Regions from separate parts of the Urocitellus parryii genome. Here region 1 is linked to region 2. Evidence: chromatin contacts called from public Hi-C data. All regions are on one chromosome and are shown on one strand. Each heading gives the region's core, a stretch centred on a gene start, on an enhancer-like site or on the middle of the called end of the contact. The rest is flanking DNA. Distances are from core to core; before and after follow the strand shown.

The links. A called contact is a pair of places that touch in the nucleus more often than the background predicts.
Region 1: a contact with region 2 is called in a Hi-C map of muscle, with 2.9 times the contacts expected there. The contact joins the promoter of LOC113191210 here to the promoter of LOC144256649 in region 2. A contact is called at or near these places in 2 of 2 Hi-C or Micro-C datasets (liver and muscle).

Annotation. Positions count from the first base shown.
Region 1 is chr8:98,985,537-98,988,236 of mUroPar1.hap1, forward strand. It overlaps LOC113191210 (glutathione S-transferase alpha-3-like), which reads left to right and starts at 1,357. Exons shown (of 7, transcript XM_026400881.2): 1 at 1,357-1,496.
Region 2 is chr8:98,727,391-98,730,273 of mUroPar1.hap1, forward strand. It overlaps LOC144256649, which reads left to right and starts at 1,281. Exons shown (of 2, transcript XM_077802013.1): 1 at 1,281-1,473.

The sequences.
Region 1 (2,700 bases), core at 107-2,606, 260 kb after region 2:
AGGGAAAAGGGGGTGGGGAGGGGAGAGTGGAGGGGGAGGGGAGAGTGGAGGGGGAGGGGACAGGAAGGGGGAAGGGAAGAAGAAGAAGAAGAACATCCTGACATTTCCTGAGTGCTCCCTTTTAAAGTGTGGGGCAGATGGAGACATGGTGTTGCCCACAGCAAGTTAGTGAGACCCTGTCTCAAAATAAAAATTAAAAAAGGGCTGGGGTGAGGCTCAGTGGTACCGGGTTAAATCCCCAGTACCCCTAAAAAGTCAAATTCTAGAGAAGAAGGTAGATGATGTGGCCTGTTTGATCTTGCCCAGGAACACTCCTATTTATCTGTGACACAGTCTGTCACAGAGTCAAGAGTGACAGTCTCAGGTTTGCACAGGAAAAAAAGTTCTTTGTGTTTTTTGAAACTTTTCTGAGTAAAGATATGATGAAGTTTTCTTTTCATTTGGAACCATTTTATTCATGATAATAAACATGCTTTTTTTTTTCCTTACATGCATCTGAAGAGCTCTAGGTCTACTATGGATTCTTCAGTGTGGTTTTTAATAGGTGGAGAAATAACAAAGAACAGAACAGAGCCATCCTCTGTTCCAGGTCAACTTTTGTCCCTTCCAGTGCCTCTACACCTGGCACCTCCTCACTCTGGGCTTTGAGAACTCCTCACACATCCCCATACCTTCTGCCTGACTCTCTGTGTTCATTTAGTCACATCTACAAATACATTTATCCTTGTTACTCAAATGCCTTATGTGGACCTTGCTTGGGTCTTAGTGTGAATAATCCAACTTTAAATAAATCCTATGGAACAACTGGAGAAATCTGAATGCTAAATAGTTGCTGAATTTAAGGAATCAAATGTGGGCATGGTAGGAGAATAGTGTGATTACATTTAGTAAAGACTCCTGACCTGTTAGACATAAATGCCAGCATATGCAAAGTGATATGGTGTCTGTCATTGGTTTCAAAATAATCCCATGTTAGTGGGAGAAAAGTGGGAAAAGAATGTACCAGTTTCTTGTGGCTCCTATCACACATTACTACAAGCTGCATTATTTGATACAAAATTGGGGATCTTTTGACACCCCCAAATTAATCTATGTGTGCTTTCAATTGGAAAGGCAAAGTAAAGCCAAATAAAATACACTGGTATTTTTTTAAAAAGCAAATAAAGGGAATCAACTATGGGTTCTCTTAGAGAAAGTAGTTCTCAGGTTACCTAGCAAACAACTGAATTAAAAAAATAAAAAATCCTATGACAGCTCCGTTGCCACACTGGAGTGTACTCTCTCACTCCCTTTTGCTTGCTCTCTTCCCCTCCTTCCCTGGCTCTGTCCCTCCTCCTCCCCTCCCCTTCCCTCCACCTTCCACCCCCTCACCCCACCCTCCTCTGGGCAGGGCAGCCTGCTGCCTTTCTTGTCCTTCAAATATAAAGACCAGAAAATTACCTAGATATTCTTTAAATCCCTCTTCTCAGAAGATTCCTTTGGCTCAAAAAAGAGAGGTAAGAAACTTGTTTTGGTGGTGGTGGTGGTTGTTTCCTGCTTTCTCAACTGAGCTAAGTTGTACTACGTGCTCAAAAACAAAGTGAAAGAAAAACTAAAATATGCTTCTAAAAGTTCCCTTCACATTCCTTTCACAATTTAAAATTTGAGCCAATAAAGTTTTAAAAGACTTTTCTTAATCTTAATTTATTTCGTTTGCAAAGCCTAATTTATATATTTTAAATTACAGGACCTAGATATGACTATGAGTTTCACAGACAAAAACTATAAAATCTATTTCTGTTTATGCATTTGTGTCTATATATGTTTATGTTATAAATGTGTGATTTTTTCTACCACTGATATATAAATGCTGTATTTTAATTAATTTAAGCAAATTAACTCAGCACTTATAATAAATAAAACTTATCCTCTTAAAATTCATATAGAGTGATTGATCCAAATCACTTTTGTTCATATGAGTTAATAAATCTTTGGTGAATAAAGGCAGTTTTGAAATAGTTAGTAAAATAAAATAAAAAGTTCAAATTTGTCAGTATTTAAATATAATGGACATTTTTGCTTGGGTCTGCCTGTCAAAACAGATTATATTGCCTCTGCTAAATGTTGTAAGGCGATAAAACAGTTGCTACTTTGATATTTCTGATGCTTGCTTGATTTGTCAGTGAGTTAAAGTTGTAAGATCCCAAAGCCCTGCACATATCTTATTTTGAACTGTGTCTTCAGTTTTTAGCCTCTGGATTCTAAGGTCTAGGCAGGTGGCCATGGTAAAATCTGGGGACATGTGTGTGTCTGAAACTCCTGGACTTCCAGCTACAAGGCAAAGCTAAACAAATAGGGCTTATTCTCCCTGGCTGGGTTCTGCCTGCCTGCCATTGTGGAAGGGGTCAGAGCCCACAGGCATTCACAGCTGCCTGTCTTCTGTCCTAGGTTCTACACCCAGTGTATAAATCAAAGGCCCCAGACCAGATGGGCCCTGTTTCATAGCTGCCCTGAGAGCCATATAGGTGCTTGGGCCACCACCTAACTAGGGAGAAGGAGGGATTGGAAAGGATAGTGTCTGATGTCTCAGAGGCCTTGGTTAAAACAAGGCTGGCTAAAGCCAGGAATGGTGGTGCATGCCTATAATCATCTGGGGAGACTAAGGCAGGAGGATTGCAAGTTCAAGGCCAATGTCAGCAACTTAGTGTGGCCCTAAGTAAC
Region 2 (2,883 bases), core at 31-2,530:
TGTATTTACAGGGCTGTAATTTTTCCAGAAAGTTTATTCCATTTGTGAGGTAGATTTGCCTGGACAATTAGACTAAAAACTAATCATTTTAGTTATTTTAAAAATTGTTTTTCATAGGAGTAGTATATGATTCATTAGACTCCTTGTCTCCCTATGTTTTCACTGATGATGATTTGCAATTTTCATTTGCCATATGGTTTGGCAATTGCTAAGTAAACAAAAAGGTAGATAAATGTTATACGTTTGCCCAGTAGGATGACCCTTTACCTCTTGGAAGAGGAAACCTTAGGATTCTTAACCAACTAGTAGGTTTCTTCAACAGGAGAAAGAGGAGGGATATAGTGATGAACTGGGAAATTTAAACTCAGAGAAAATCTTCAATGTGTTGAAGAGTTACTGATTTGTTAGTTAAAATTGTGTTGTTTAAGGAAGTGTGATTCCCCTGACCAGCAACATCAACACTAGAAAGCCAAGTGTAGGTCCCTCAAATTTGTTTTAAATAGCCCTCCAGGTGATTCTGGTTGCTCCTGAAAATGATTGAGAGGCTTGCAACAGTTAGGTAAATTTAAACGAGGGATCTGGAAGCAATTTCTTTTTATAAAGTGCTTCACAGCCAAGCCTTATGATTTAAGGTAAAGTCTATAATATAATTGTGAAAAAGATAATATGTTTAAAAGGCGTATGTGTTAGATGAAACATAACTAGCACAGAAAGAACGAATATTATGTAGAGGACGTGTATTAAGCCTCCCAACCTGGATAAGGAATTCAGTCTTTTAAATTAAAGGTGCTAGTATTGTAGACACTCTTAAAGATTCAAGGGAATGCTACAGTGAATTGGTTGAGTTTTTATTTTAAACATTTTTCTATTATAAAATATATATAACAAAATTTGCTGTTTTAAACATTTGGGAGGGTACAATTCAATGGCACTGGTTGCCCTCACAATGTCGTGTAACCTCAGCTTATGTATTTTAAAACCAGGAACATGTTTCAGCCGGATTACCTTTAATTAGTGGTGCTCAGAGCATGCAGCGACAGTCTCCATTTCTAAATCTTGACAGCCGATCTGTCGGTGGACTTCGGGTTCTGGGCAATCGGTCCCCGAGCTCTCAGCCTCCTCGGCGGGGCCCAGGGCGAACTGGCCGCGCTGCAGGGACGCGCAGGGCCAGCGAGGGGAGCTGCAGGGTAACTTTTCCCAGGGAAAGCGGCCGGTCGTCCTCACTAGCAGCCACCCTGCCTTTTGTTTGTTTTCCTGAAGGAGGCTGGAGAGCAGCCGGGTTCCAGCTGCACTGCCATGCGCCCCGCGGCCCGGGCGACTCGCCGGACCTGCCGGGCGTCCCTGCGCGGAGCCTGCGGCCCATCCTAGCAGGCATCGCCCCGCTTTCCAGTTCCCGGGCCGGCGGCGGCGCCCCACTCGCCGACGAGCTGCGCTCTCCGCAGGGGCGGGCCCCCGCCTGAGTCCGCGGCACCAGTAAGTGGGGCTCGTGGATGGAGGGGCTGCACCCCGCGCCCTGCCAGGCGGGGTGGGGGGTGGGCTGGGGCAGCCGAGGTCCCCTGTCGATGGCCCCGCGAAGCCTGGGGGGCAGGAAGAAGCTAAGCCGCTGTGGTTCCTCGGAAACCGCGGTTGTATGGGTGTCTCTCTCCTGGCATGAAAACTCCCGAGTCTGGAAGATTTTGATGGGTGTGTTTACCTTTACCTCTGAGAGAGGGGGGAAGATCTTGGCCCCCTTGAAGCCTCTCCGGGGATGTTGAGGACTTGGTCTTGCAATTTTCTTAACTAGGCCCTTGGCTGTCCCGCAAGGGGTCTGTCTGAGCAAGAACCCCCACATACTTATTTGCAACCATTTTTCACTGAATTTCTTTCTGCTCTGATTTCTGTTTTACTAACCTGAGTAGATGTTTTGAGAAGGAGACTGAAGGATTTGACTGAATAACTGTTTCTTTTGTAACGTTGGCCTTTTAAACTTTGACAACAACAGTAAGAGCTTGTGTAGAACGCAGTTTAATGCATCATTCTGCTGAGAAGAACATTCATTCCCACTTATAACTAAGTAAAATTTTGCGTTTGCTATAAAGCTGGGCTAGGCTGAGGGAATACCACCCTGAATTTTGCCAGCGGACTGGATTTTTCTAAGGTATTGATGTTCATTATTTATTTATTTATTTTTGGCCTTCAGCACTAGAAGTTTGATAGTTACAGTTTTCATTTCCTAGTGAGTAAGGTTTCAGGGTGTGCCTCAATAGTGAATGGTGCCAATGCTGAATATAAAATTTAAATGAGTTTTAAATTTGTATCAACATATGAATTATTAAGAAGAATTTGTGCCTCAGCCATATGCCTAACTGTGCAAGGAGTTAATATATGCATAAATATGCACATTTGAAATAGTTTCGGAACAAAGCTCTACAATTTGGTAAAGAATCTTTACCAAAAAAAAAAAACCAAAAAACCTCTTCCTATCTATTTGAGGACAAGAATTATAAAACCCTAGGAAGTGGGTGTAGAAATGAGAGAAGTGCTGGGATTTTTTATTTTAAATGACATTCTGTACCATTTCCATCCCAATCCCTAAGGTCTAACCCTACAGTGACCCTGCACATTTTTGGTTTCTCCCTTTCCACTTTGTTTTGTCCACTCTGCCAAGTCAAAATGGTGGCTGGGTGGGAAGGGGACAGCCATGGTTCAGATGGTGGAAGGCCGTGTTGGAGGCTTGATAGAGCTTCCTGGGTAAGCACAACCTGTCTTCCTTGCCAAGGCAAGAACATTTACAGCAGTCACAAAGAAGTGTTTTTCCTCACTGAAGTTTCTTCCCTACAACGTGTACAGGCACTACCAGGATAATGAACAGGCCATTTGGAGTTTTATTTATTGACTTTTCAA